2 separate regions of the Hordeum vulgare genome follow, and region 2 is linked to region 1. A link is a contact called in public Hi-C data. All regions are on one chromosome and are shown on one strand. The core of a region is the stretch at or near the end of the contact, and the rest is flanking DNA. Distances in the headings are between cores, read along the strand shown.

Region 1 (7,028 bases), core at 1,368-3,867:
CCTTTGTCCACGCATAGGCCTCTTGAGCCATGCCTCTGAGTCTCTACACGTGTTGACTTTCGCGTCACACGTGAGAGGGGGTGTTGAAATGTTTATGTGGATTGCCTAGCCCTTTTCATCAGTTCAGACTTTTGGTTGCGTTGGCTAGTGCATGAAGCTTAACAACGTATACCCTTCATTAGTCTATGGCTAGCCGCGACATGTCTTTCTTGTCTTCTCCACGTACGGAAGCCCGCTCATCGGAGTGTCGTGAGGCCCAGTGGTATATACTTCAGCGCAAAGGACAACTCCACCTTGTTTGGCACCATAACTCATCTGAGTGGCACCAGAGCATTGGGCGGGGGGACGATGGTGTCCTGCAAGAGCGGGCAAGTCACTGGTTGTGCATGTTGGCGCAACCGCGACAGTGTCCTTCCTAGGGCCCAAGCGGCGTCGGCCTCCCATGTTTTACTTTTCCTCATTAATGGTGGCGGGCGAGGATGTGTTGGCCGTTACGTCGTCGATTTCCATGAAGTCAACTTATTTCTTTGTCGGTAGGGCCCAGTTCCGCCAACGTTGTCTGCGGATGGTGCGGTCGTAGGCACGGGACCAACGGTATGACATGGTCTCGTCCACGGTAGCAAAGATGCATGTGCCACCGTGCTCCCCCACATGCCGGCCTGGAGCAACTCGTCACCCCATGACGAGATGCCTTAGAACGACAAGTTGTTGAACCACGCGCCGGCTTGGAGTGGCTTCCTCCCCAAGCTGGTCTGGAGCAGCAAGGGAGGTGGACGAGACAGATGTCTAGCTCGTATCCGGTGAGCTCGACGAGCCATCCAACTGGCTTTAATGCTCGAGAACTCCTCTTCCTACTTGTCGAATGCCATGGAGAGTGTAGAGAAAATGATGCAAGGATGAGACGAGGAGTGTGGTGCAATTTTTTGCCTGATGTCTGGCATTGTTTAAATAGCGGGCGGCTGCCTGCAGCCAACCGACATTGTGCTTAATATTGGCCAACTAGCAAACAAACGTGTTGCCGGAGTAGGTTCCTCAACACACGCGCGGGTTTAATGAAGGAAAGAAGGCAGATTGTGTCTGATTGAATGCAACGATGATGCATGTTCAGATGGGTGTGCATCAGGTGATGCTCTCTAGGCCGGTGCACCGCTTTAATGCCGGAAGTGAGAGGTCGTGTCCACTCTGGGTTGATGCCAATGTGTAGCTGTAGCTCTACAGCAGCATGAATGCGGCCAAGTGGCCATGGGTGGGAACGTGCACGAGCGAGTGTCAGTGCTAAAACTGGTGGATCTCGGGTAAGGGATCACGAAGTGTGGATCTAGAAACAATGGTAACATGAGACAAGGAAAACAATGTTTTACCCAGGTTCGATCCCTCTCGAAGAGGTAAAACTGTAAGCTCTACTTCGTTTATATTGATTTAATATGATACAACGCTCAGTTTATATATGCACCGAGGTACCTACGCTACGGATATGGTCGGTTACGATTTGTGAATTAGAAATAAACACACCAACTACTAGTAAACACTCCATTTTTATTTGTTTTTCTAGCAAGTGACTAAAGGAGACTTTATAAACACTCCATTTTTATTTCTTCTTCTAGCAACCGACTAAGGCCCTGTTTGAAACCACTCACATTATATAATCTAGTTTTATAATCTATTCTGTCTTTAAACATGACAGATTATGATGTAGATTATAAAAACTAGATGGACAGATTATTAAAAACTCACAATCTACTCTAGCCCAACTAAAATTAGATTATGGATTGCTAATGACCCATTACCCTTGTAAAGTTGGAGATAATTACATTTCTACCACCGTCACCCTCCTTTTTAAAAAAAAAATTTAAGGGCCGACAGGTCATTATGCAATGTAAAATCTGGATTACAGTTTATATAATCTGGCATCCAAACATGCCTACCTATATTATTTTCATAAATCAGATTATATAATCGATCTTCATAATCCAGATTATCATAATCTATTGTGTTTCCAAACAGGGCCTAAAGTAGACTTTTTTCATACTCTGGTTTGGGTGTATAAGGCATTGCGATAAAAAATCGTTTGAAAAAGAACAATAGAGATGCTCGAAAGGTCATGTGGTGAGTGCATCGCTTTCAACTTGGCTTTCTGGACTGTCTTTGTTACAAAAGAAAAAATCGGTCACGATTGTCAATGCAGTCCTCTCTTACCAAGTGACGCAGTACAAAAGCAACCATATTTAGTTTTTTTTCTTCTTCGATAAAGCAACCATATTTAGTAAGTCATCAATCTTACATGGGCCAACTTTCTATCACCCTTACTTTTAACAAACTTCACTTGCGTAAGAAAGTATCGTTTTGAGATCGAGCTCAAATGCACCCACATAAACAGTAAAATAAAAAAAGTCATAACATTTCAAAAAAATCTGAATGTTTTTTGTGATGAACTATGAAAAATGTTATAAGTGATTGCGGATTTTTATGATGACGTCACATTTGTGTAAGGCATGGCAAAAAGAATTAGAGTTTTAATATACTTTTGAAAATAGCATTTTCAGAGTATTATTTTTGTTTTTTGTACGATCGTGAGGTGCGTTGGGCTGGTCCATTACCACACACGTATGGGCTGGCCACCGAGGTACGCTTGAGTTAGTGTGCATATTGAGGGGAAATGAGCTGCCTTTGGACCTTCCACAGACATAAAATTCTTCCCTAGTTTTTATCAATTTTTTTGTTTCTTTGGTTATTCAGATTTTGGGTTTTGTTTTTCTGTTTTTCTTTTCCTTTTCTATTTCAATTTCAATTCAAGTTTATTGAAAATTTTAAAAAATGAACGTTTTGTCAAACTCATGAATATTCTTAAATGTTTCTGAATATTATTTAAATTTGAACATTATTTAAATTAAAAAACAAATTTCACGAACATTTACAAAGTTCTGGACTTTTTTGAATTTCATATATATTATTTTGAATTTTCTGAATATTTTCCAAATAAACCGAGGGCATGTAGGGCTCCTGCGCTGGACCGGTCCAATAGTGTTTTCTTTTTTCTGTATTTAATCGTGATTCGAACCAGGGGTCCTCCCACACCTAGTACCACGGGAAGTTGCTAAAAAAAACCTAGTACCACAGGTGTAACCACCATGCAAGAACGAGGAAATCTTATAAGGTTGAACTGTTTTTTTTTCTCCTTTTCCTTTATTTTTTTTCTATTTTTCCTTTTCCGTTTTCTTTTTCTTTTTTTCTTATTCCTGGTTGGATGAATAGTTTGAAGAAATGTGAACTTTTTGTTAAATCACTGAACATATTTTAAAATTTGTTGAACTATTTTTTAAAATAGATGTAGAAAAATCAGATTTGTGATTTTGTTTTCTAATTCGATGAAATTTTTTCAAACCGATGAACTAAATTTTGATGAGCTTATTTTAAACTTCAGGGAATTTTTTTTAAGTCATGAAATTTTGTTCAAAATCAATGAACATATTTTAATCTGTAATATATTTTTTTGCATTTTTTTGTTTCTTTAATTAATAAATGTGAACAAAGTTGGATATATGTTAAGGTTTGTACTAAAAGAGGGGCCAGATATGATTATTTCCTAATAATAGGCAACAAAATGAGCATGTTCTATGGGTGAAGGCTCGAAGTTGTCGATTTTGGCGTGCAGAGATCGATTCCGAGGAGGAAGTTTCAGTCCTCGGCTTTGAAAACCAGTTAAGGGCTAATGATTTTTTACGGTTAAACCAACTTTTATTCATAAGAAGTACGGTTTACAGGAATAACAAAAGGGTCATGAGGAAGATCCATCCACACGGTGGCGGAGCTTGGTGGGGGCCAACCTGGGCCATGGCCCCCCAGCTCAAAAACAATTAACCCTACATTTATTTGTAGTATGTTTATTTTTAATTTCAAATCAGTTACAAATAATGAGGTTTGCTCCCCCCCCCTCAAGCCCATGCCCCCCACATTTTTAGCTCAAGCTCCGCCACTGCATCCATAAGTGGCGATCGTCATCTAAACTAGAAGCAAATTTAACCACGTTGTGAACAGGCCAGGGACTACTGATGGTGTCCTAGACAAGGGAATTCAACATGTACGACCTGTCATCCACGAGCCAGGCTAATGACCCGTCAACTGACGAAGGAAGAACTATCGAAGCTGTGACCCTCAGCGTGATCAAGATGTGAACCATCAAAGACTTTCCTAACATATATCCAACTTTGTTCACGTTGATTAATATAAAAAACAAAAACTTTGCAAAAAACAAAAAATATTACAAATTAAAAAAAATCATCGATTTTGAACAAAAATTCATGAACTTAAAAGAAGTTCACCAAATTTTAAAATAAGCTCATCAAAATTTGAAAAATCATTGATTTCGGAAAAATTCATCGATTTGAAAAAAGTTCATCAAATTAGAAAACAGAACCACAAATCTGAATTTTCTTCATCTATTTTAAAATATAGTTCAATATTTTTTTTAAAAGTCATTGATTTACAAAAAAGTTCTCATTTGTTCAAATATTCATCCAACCAGGAATAAGAAAATAATAAAAACAAAAAGAAAATATGGAAAACAAAAAAAAGGAAAAGAAGAAAAAAAGTTCAATCTTACCGGATCCCTCGTTCTTGCGTGGCGGTTACACCTGTGGTACTAGTTTGTTTGAGCAACTTCCTGTGGTACTAGGTGTGGCAGGAACCCTAGTTCGAATCACGATTAAATACAGAAAAAAGAAAACATTATTGGACCGGTCCAGCGCGGGAGCGCTACATGCCCTCGGTTTATGTGGAAGATATTCAGAAAATTCAAAAACAATTCATGAAATCGAAAAAAGTTCAGGATTTTGTAGATGTTCATAAAATTCGTTTTTTTATGAATTCAAATAATGTTCAAATTTGAATAAAATTCAAAAACATTTAAGAATATTCATGATTTTGAGAAAATGTTCAATTTTTTGAAATTTTTCCATGAACTTGAATTGATATAGAAATAGGAAAGTAAAAGAAAAACATAAAAAACAAGTCCCAAAGTCTGAAAAACCGAAGAGACAAAAAATTCGATAGAAAACTAGGCAAGAAATTTATGTGTGTGGAAGGTCCAAAGGCCAGCTCATTTTCGCTCAGTATGCACACTAACTAAAGCGTGCCTCGGTGGCCAGCCCATACGTGCATGGTAATGGACCAGCCCAACGCGCCTCAAATCGCACAAAAAAACAAAAATGACACTATGAAAATGCTACTTTCGAAAGCATTTTAAAACTCTCACTTTGTTTCTTTTGTCATGTCTTACACGAATGTGATCTCATAATGAAAATTTGCAAACACTTAGAACATTTGTCAAAAGTTCATTAACAAAATAATTCAGATTTTTTTAATTTTTTTTTTGATTTTACTGCTCATGATGGTGCATTTGAGTTCGAGCACAAAAGGGTACTTTCTTGCGCAAAGAAAGTTTGTTAAAAGGAAGGGTTGATAGAAAGTTGGCCCAGGTGAGATCGATGACTTACTAAATATGGTTGCTTTATCATAGAAAAACTAAACTAAACATGGTTGCTTTTGTACTAGGTCACTTGATAAGAGAGGATTGCATTGACAATCGTGACAGAACTTTTTTTTAACAAAGACAGTCCAGAAAGCCAAGTCGAAAGCGATGCACTCACTACATGGCCTTTCGAGCATCTCTATTATTATTATTTTTTCAAATGGTTTATCGCATTGCCTTACACCCAAACCAGAGTATGAAAAAAGTCTACTTTAGCCGGTTGCTAGGAAAATGAATAAGAATGGAGCGTTTACTAAACTACAAAGGAAAAGATTAAAACATTAAAAATAAAAGGAGACTAAACTGAGTGGCATGGTGCTTGAGTAGTACTAAAACATTCTCGAGGCTTCCGCGGTAATCATCACAAATATGATCCGGACAACACATGTGAAACCATGGCTCTACTTTTGTATCACTAATCCATTCGATATGATTGTGCGTGGGCGAAGCCAAACAAAGATACATGCAAATGTTCGGCAATCACGTATGATGCGTGCCACCATCGGCGTGTCCCCACTCCGGTTTCCACAACATTAATTAAGTGTTTTCATGGAAACACGCCATAAAGTTTTGGGAATCCCTAGAGTATATTAGGTGTAAATCAATAATTATGCCTCTTTGCTTCCCGATTAAGATACAAATTTTTATGCATGTTTAAGTATAAAATTTTCAAAGAAAAATCATTCTTATTTTTTATCTAAAATGGTTTGAATTGCTTTTCTAAGTGGTCGCTACCTAATTTTCTTAATAAAGTCAAATTGTTTCAAAACACTTTGGGTTTGAAGTGAGACCCCATGTTGTGCATTACAAAAGATACAATTGTCTTTATTTTTAAGCATTACAAAAGATACAAATTATTGCATCATTAGAAAGCACACCTTTTTGGCATTGTTAAGGAAATCGTTAAGTGCTACCGGCTCGGTTGGCTGGCAAGTAGGGAAATAATAGGTTAATCGTCAAGTTAATCGGTCATTTAATCAATTAATCATACGATTTATCAGTTTATCATCTACTCAGTGACCATACGAGTGTTGGGGAACGTTGCATGGGAAACAAAAAATTTCCTACGCTCACCAAGATCAATCTAGAAGATGCACATCTATGAGGAGAGAGATTGTATCAACATGCCCTTGTAGATCGCTTAGCGGAAGCGTTAAGAAACGCGATTGATGTAGTCGAACGTCTTTGCGATCCTATCACGACCCGTCCCGCAAACTCCCAATCAAGTGCCGGACGGATGGCACCTCCGCGTTCAGCACACGTACAGTTCAATGACGTCTCCGCCTCCTTGATCCAACAAGCGAGGGCGGAGTGGTAGATGAGTTCCTTGGCAGCGTGACGGCGTGACGGTGGTGGTGGTGGAGCTGTCCCGACAAGGCTTTGCCAAGCACTACCGAAACATTCTAGAGGATAAACTGATCTAGAGGGAGAGGGAGAGGCTGTGTCGTGGCTTGTGTTGTTGCAACCCTCCCTCCCCTCACATATATATAGGAGAAGAGGA
Region 2 (7,437 bases), core at 410-2,909, 47 kb after region 1:
CCTGCCGCACGAACGACCTTTTCTGATTTTCACCACGAGCATGCACTCGATCGTCTCATCTCAATACACATGGGGGGAGAGGGTTTTAATCCCGGGTGCACGGACACCCCACACCGTGCTCTAACGCACCCCACTCCCACGATCTCTAAACCCCGCACTCCGGAGCTCGCGCGCCCGACGCGCACGCCCGCACACAACGCGGCTGGGTCTCGTGCCTGGACGTGGTCACCTCGCGCCTATTGCGCTAACACACACCTGTACGCACGCACGCACACACGCGCTCATGCGCCCGTGGTCGGACCGCACCAGAGCACACACACGCCCGTGGTCGGACCGCATCAGGCACACGTACGCCTGTCGCCTCCGATCATGGCTTATTCCTCACAATGCGATCCCGACGCGCCCGCTCCCAGTGCCGAGCTATGTGTCGTCCTCCTCTGTCGGGTGTCCACCAAGCCCGACCCGACCTAGACAACGCTTCCACTCTTGAGCTGTGTGCCATGGTCCGCCGGGAGCTCGAGCCCTCCCCGACAACCATGCCGACTTCACCCACCGCCTCCGCCTCGCCCAGCGGGTATCAGCTTCATCTCTTCCAACCTCGTCAGCGAGGGCCACCCCGTCGCTACCAGCATTGTCTCCTCCGGCGGATACGCCTAGACGACCACTACAACGGCCAAGTCCTTATCTACACCGACAGCAAAGCTTCCTCCAATGCACACGAGGTGTTTGACAAAATGCCAAAGGAACATAAAGAGAGGAGGAAGAAGAATGACGCGCCGGCCCCACCTGTCATAACGATCAAAGTAAACGGAACTGACTCTCACGCCACGTGAGTCCCGACAGATGGGTCCGCCTGTCATAAGCACGTTTAAATCGTCTAAACTGGCCATTATCCAAAAAAGATAGTTTTTTTTATTATAAAACTAGGAAATTTTGATAGTTTTCGCTCAGTTTTAAAAGTGATACTTCAGTGAGATGACAAGTCTTAAAATGATAGTTTTTTGTCAATCACTTTATTTTTCTAGATTTATTCAAAACCTTTCGATGATATGCATTTAATGAAAGAAGACATTTTTTTGTCATACAAAGACATCTATGACGAATCTCAAGATGATATTTCTGCTCAGTCTTTTCGATGTGCTTATAAATGTAGGGTGTACACGCATGCATCCATAAGATGCGTTCATAGGATGAATGTATGTTTTTGTGGGTAAACGATGTCGATTGTACTTTAAAAAACAATAACGTGTAATTATCTCATGGGTCCATGGCCAATCCAATGGCAGTGGAAATCTTTCACCACATTTGTGCAACCCAAACGCCTACTTCCGTCAGACCAAAAAGAAGAAAAAACTAAAAAAAACCAGCACCGTCCCCTCCGGCCCTGCAGTCCCGGCGAGCCGGATCCACCCGTTTCCCGCGTCCAGCGCCGCGCCGCCGAACCCGCCGCTCCGCTCCTCGCCATGCATCCTCCTGCAACCTCGAGGGAGCCACTCTCTCCTCCCATCCACTGGATCGCCGCGTGGTGGACCGGAGACCCGCCCAGACCGACTGGATTTCTTTGGTCCGCGCGGAGATTTCTCCTCCTTTTCTGCCTCACGCACCTCGTAATGCCCCACCATCGCCGACCTCGCCGCCGGCGACGGGACGCAGCTACCCGCCCAAGCCTCCTCGCGTAAGCGGCTCGGACTGGCTCCTCCATCTGTTAGGTAAGGAACCCTCCTTCGCTGCTCGGTTGGCACCCTGTTAATCAACCTAACGCATTAATCAGTTGTTCCATCAGATTCTCCCTCTTCAACGCCCAAGACCGATCTCTGTTTGGCGCTGCCCAAGGTGCGGCTGCGGTTTATTTTCGACAGTTTTAGCGCACATTCCGTAGATTAAAGGGAGAACCCGTGCCTGGCGTCAATGAAATGCGCAGCCGAACCATAAATTGTTCAGGCGAGCTCGTGTCCCCCCCCTTTTTCTTTTACAAATTTTGTGCGCGATAGAATGTTCCAAGAGTTCTAAAAAAATGCCATGGTTTACGTTTAAGGATTGTGCAGGCCGAACCATCAATGAAATGAAAAGCGCTGCCCAACCATAGATTGTGCAGGCCAGCTAGTGTCTCCCCCTTTTACATTTTTTTTTGCACGATACAAATGTTCCAGGAGTTTTGAAAAAAGAACGGACGTCGTATAGATAGTCATGTGGACCTACCAATTTTGATATCCAAATTCCTTGCTGTTACCGGGAAACAAAATAGAAAGATAAAAAGCGGTGCCGTGGCAAATATATCAATGCTTCCTGGTTGTGTGCCTCTATCTTTGGGTTCTCGACAACAATAGTGGATTTTAACAAGTTTTATCAGCTTTCTATAATGTTTAGAGCATCATATGGTTCGCAAATCATGAAGTGGGGCCAAAAGGTCCCTTGGACACACTCACACCACCTTCCCAATTGCAAACATGCTGTGGTTTATATTTAAATATCATGTAAAGTTCCTTGCCAAGTCGATGTAGGACACAAAATTATGCAAATCTGTAATTTTTCAGTATCCATGGCTTACATTACAGCACCAGAAAAGGGACATTCCATTTGAGAAATATGCAGATTTTTGGAACACGGTCCTGCATTATTCATATGTGAACTAAAAAGTACTGGGTTTTTTGTTAGCGATACCAGGTGAATTTGATGTTGACATTTGCATGTTTACATATATTGTGTAAACAACATTTTTTAATAGTTTTGTAACAGTGCATTATAAGTTCATAACCACCTCTGCACTCGCAATGGGGATGCAGGGAACACTTAGGCACCAAAATCACATTCATTCATTTCTTTATCTGCCTGTTGTGATGCTGGTAGCCCATTATGAGTTTATCTGTGCAGACACAAGTAATCAAAAGGTGAAAATAGAATGGTGACCTGTTGCAGTTTAGATGACACCAGATGATAACGTGAGATTCCACATACTGTGCTGTGTACCATTTGCCTTTGTTTGGTTGAACACACATTTATTTATTGAACATCGACAATGCTAATCTGGACTATATATTTTACATGTCCGAAAGGCCCTTATTACTTTAAAGAAAGGCAGCAAGCTTATCAAGTATAGTCGTAAGGGAAAACCCAAGATTCGTGAGTTCAGACTTTCTAGTGTAAGTTTTTGTGTGCGTTTGTGTGGTACCAATGTTCATGTTCTTATTACAGGATGAGAACACAAATCCTTTTTATTTTCTCACTACAGGACGAAACAGCATTAGTTTGGTATTCACACAACAAGGAAAAGTGCCTCAGATTGTCTTCCGTGTCTAAAATCATACCTGGACAGAGAACTGTAAGTTGAACTACCACTGATTAGTTAATCGTTGCTGGTTTACATTCACATGATCAAATTGTATATCCAAGAACTTATTAAGATGAGTGTATGCAGTATTCTGGTTTAATTCTATTAGACATTCGGAATTGGGATCTTATGCATTTGCCCTTTCGTTAACAGGCTGTTTTTAGGAGATTCTTACGCCCTGAGAAGGATTACCTATCATTTTCACTGATATACAAGAACGGCCAACGTTCCCTTGATCTGGTAAAAGATAAATTCTTTATACTCGTTTGAACTGATGTGAAATGCTTCATGTTTGATATGCCTCGTACGGTGATCTATCGAACACAATAATGACACGGAATTCTAGCTGATCTACAGGTTTGCAAGGATCAAGCAGAAGTTGAAGTGTGGTTTTCAACACTTGAGACACTGATTACTTCATGCCGCATAAATTTTTCGACAGATTGCCAAAGTGATAGAATATCATTTTCTGATGTAAGTTGTTAGTTTTCCTAAACAATTTAATTCATTATTTACAGTCAACACAAATATTATAAGCATTCCTCTATAAAGTAACTGGGACAGCATTCAGATATCATCCATGCGTTAGTTAGGCCCTTTGGCAAAGGCTTGCTTCCTTTAGAAGCCATAATTTTTAGAAGCTACTAGTGACTTGTGAGGTGCTTGAGCTTCCCTAAGCTGTCCAATAATGGTGCATGTAAACCATGTTACTTATCTTATTTAAGCATACAAGATTATAACTGTTAAACTAGAAGAGTTTATACTTGAGTACTGATGTGATTTACGACAGTTTGGTGCTAACAAAGCAATGCTTGGGGGCGCCATTTAATTCTTATTTGCTGTGTGGATTAGTTAGCATCTGACCCCCTGCTATGTATCCATCTTACCGCTCCTTGTATCAGCCGAAGGTTGGAGAGTGGCTTAGACCTGATCATAAATTGCAGAATGTTCTTGCTTAACACGCGTCTCCCATTTTCAGGAAGTGTCCCAGTATCAAGATGTGTATGATGCAAGACTAGATATTGCCTCAAGTATTAACCGCACTTATTACTCAGCTGGCTATGGTGCAGCCAATTCATTGAATTCTTCAAGAGCAGATGTTAGAACAAATCGTGCAAATATGCTAAGAGTAAGTACAGGAGACAGTAGTCGGATTAGTATTTCCAGCAGCGTCCCTAGTTCTTCCAGTCAAGGTTCTGGACCAGATGATATAGAATCCCTTGGTGATGTTTATGTATGGGGTGAGGTGTGGACTGATGTGCTCCCCCCAGAAGGATCCTCAAACTTTTTGTGCTCCAAAACAGATTTTTTGATTCCTAAACCTCTTGAATCGGATGTTGTCTTGGACGTACAGCAGATATCATGTGGTTCGAGGCACATTGCTCTTACTACCAGACAGGGAGAAGTATTCACTTGGGGTGAAGAACTTGGTGGGCGGCTTGGTCATGGAACTTTCGAAGATATTAGTCGCCCCAAACTTGTTGAATCCTTAGCAGTGTCCAACGTGGAATATATTGCATGTGGGGAGTTTCATACTTGTGCTGTAACTGCCTCTGGTGATTTGTACAATTGGGGTGATGGTTCTTACAATGCCGGATTACTAGGACATGGCCTTGGAGCTAGCCACTGGCTTCCAAAGCGAGTGTCGGGACCTTTAGAAGGACTTCAAGTGTTATCTGTTGCATGTGGCTCATGGCATTCAGCACTTGCCATGTCAAGTGGAAAAGTATTCACTTTTGGTGATGGAACATTTGGTGCTCTTGGGCATGGAAATCGTGAGAGTGTTGCCTATCCAAAGGAAGTTGAATCTTTGAGTGGATTCAGAACGATGAAAGTTGCATGTGGCGTTTGGCATTCCGCTGCAATTGTGGAGACCAATACAGGCATGAATGTGGTAGCCAGGAAGCTATTTACCTGGGGTGATGGAGATAAGAATCGCTTAGGTCATGGAGACAAGGAAGCTCGGCTAGTTCCCACCGTTGTTCAAGCCCTTGTTGACAATAATTTTCATCAGGTAGCCTGTGGACATACTATGACTGTTGCACTCGCCACATCTGGTCATGTCTTCACAATGGGTAGCTCTAACAATGGTCAACTTGGGAATCCAAAAGCCGATGGTAAACTACCTTGCCAAGTACAAGACAAGTTGAACAGTGAATTAGTTGAAGAGATCTCATGTGGCTCTTACCATGTTGCAGTCCTGACTTCACGGAGTGAAGTATTTACTTGGGGTATGGGGGCCAATGGAAGGCTGGGACATGGTGGCATTGAAGATAAAAAGAAGCCAACTATTGTGGACGCATTAAAAGATCGCCATGTTAAAAGTATAGCATGTGGTTCAAATTTTACGACATGCATTTGCATACATAAGTGGGTTTCAGGCGCAGATCAGTCTGTCTGCTCAGGGTGTAGGCAACCATTTGGTTTCACAAGAAAGAGGCACAATTGTTACAATTGCGGGCTTGTTCATTGCCATGCATGTAGTTCAAGGAAGGTCCTGAAGGCTGCATTGGCACCAACTCCTGGCAAGCCACATCGTGTATGCGATTCATGTTTCATGAAACTGAAAGCTGCAGATAGCGGCACTAGCAGTCCATATAACAACAAAAAGAGTGTCATGACTCGTCGTTCTGTTGATATCAAAGATAAGTCAGAGAGGCCAGACATAAGGCCTTCAAGGCTAGCAACAGCAGCAACAGCAGAGCCAGTCAAGTATGCAGATGCAAAATCAGTTAGAAGTGAGATAAAACCTGACCCTTCGTCCAATGCGAGGGCACCCCAAGGCCCTGCTACAGCTTTGGCAGTTCCAACTACTTTTGTAAAGCCTATGGGAATGGGAGGAATGGGAGGAATGGGAGGAATGGGGGGGATGGGTGGAATGGGAGGAATGGGAGGAATGGGCGGAATGGGTATGGGTATGGGAATGGGAATGAACATGGCACCAATGGGAATGGGCATGCCCATGGTGTCACAATCTCATAAGAAGCCAAGTCCATCTCCAGCAATGTCAAGTGCCCTGTCTGTTAAAAGTGACACCAAAGATATCGATAACCTGAAGAAGACTAATGAGACGCTGAACCAAGACATCTCAAAGTTGCAAAGTCAGGTATGATTTAGAAGTCTAGTTTTTAGTGTGTTTTTTTTTCACTGTATCTTCTCGGATTTATCATGGTTAGCTGATTTTGATAAAATCCCATAATTTTGACAGGTTAATAAGCTAAAACAGAAATGTGAAGTCCAAGATGAGCAACTACAGAAATCAGAAAGAAGAGCTAAAAGCGCCGCCTCTCTAGCTGCAGAAGAATCTACCAGACGAAATTCCATGCTGGACTTTATTAGATTTCTTGACACAGAGGTATAATAGACTACTACTCCTTCTTACTACATATGCAGCTTGATATCTTTATTGGTGCCCTCTTTTACCTACCATGCCGCCATATTTATTGTGCTTTGTTCTATGCTACACCATTTAAAGTGTTCGCACCACTATATAATTAATCCAATAAAAATACAATAAGAGGTGCCTCAGGGATATTCAAATGAAACAAGCAATAATGTATTACTTCTGTATTTAGTGGCTCATATAGCAAGAGTTGCTCCATGTTTTGTTGATCTGTATTAGTGGATACTCATAACTTCACATCTTTTCAATATTCAGCTCAAGGGGATTGTCGATAAGGTGCCTGCTGAATTCTCTGACAGTATCAAAGACTTGCAAAGCCAATCAGAGAAATATCTCTCCGGACAGTGTAGTCATCCACCGGAGGCCATTTCTGGAAATGAACAGTCTCGCCTCCCCATTGGCGGGATGCATGAAATAACACACCACATCAGGTCCGCTAGCATGGGTACCTTGGATGGCAGTTCCTTGACAAGCGAATCTCCATGCCATCGAATCATGGAGAGCAATGGCAGGGCTCCAGGTGACTTTGCACCAAAGTACGGCACCCATGGTGAGGTGCAGCTGATCGAGCAGTTTGAGCCAGGAGTTTATGTCACACTTATCCAGCTGAGAGACGGCACCAAAGTATTCAAGCGTGTCCGGTTCAGGTACTCCATTCCCACCACCCTTTTACCGCTTTATGCATACATCTCAAATTTTCTTTTCT

The links. A called contact is a pair of places that touch in the nucleus more often than the background predicts.
Region 2: a Hi-C map of leaf shows a contact between it and region 1, with 2.3 times the contacts expected there. The contact joins the promoter of LOC123447901 here to the enhancer-like site in region 1. A contact is called at or near these places in 2 of 6 Hi-C or Micro-C datasets (leaf and seedling).

Annotation. Positions count from the first base shown.
Region 1 is chr1H:484,103,059-484,110,086 of MorexV3_pseudomolecules_assembly, forward strand. No RefSeq gene overlaps it. Among protein-coding and RNA genes, the nearest start is that of LOC123401450, 18 kb to the left of the region's middle. Within about 2 kb of position 2,618, at least 2 of the 3 cell types and tissues checked have open chromatin away from gene starts, as enhancers often do. A contact at or near this core is called in leaf, where this site is marked.
Region 2 is chr1H:484,150,801-484,158,237 of MorexV3_pseudomolecules_assembly, forward strand. LOC123447901 (PH, RCC1 and FYVE domains-containing protein 1-like) reads left to right here and starts at 1,660. Exons shown (of 10, transcript XM_045124619.1): 1 at 1,660-1,709; 2 at 1,784-2,939; 3 at 3,054-3,140; 4 at 3,230-3,319; 5 at 3,482-3,568; 6 at 3,686-3,802; 7 at 4,308-6,434; 8 at 6,537-6,683; 9 at 6,987-7,378. The coding sequence starts at 2,922.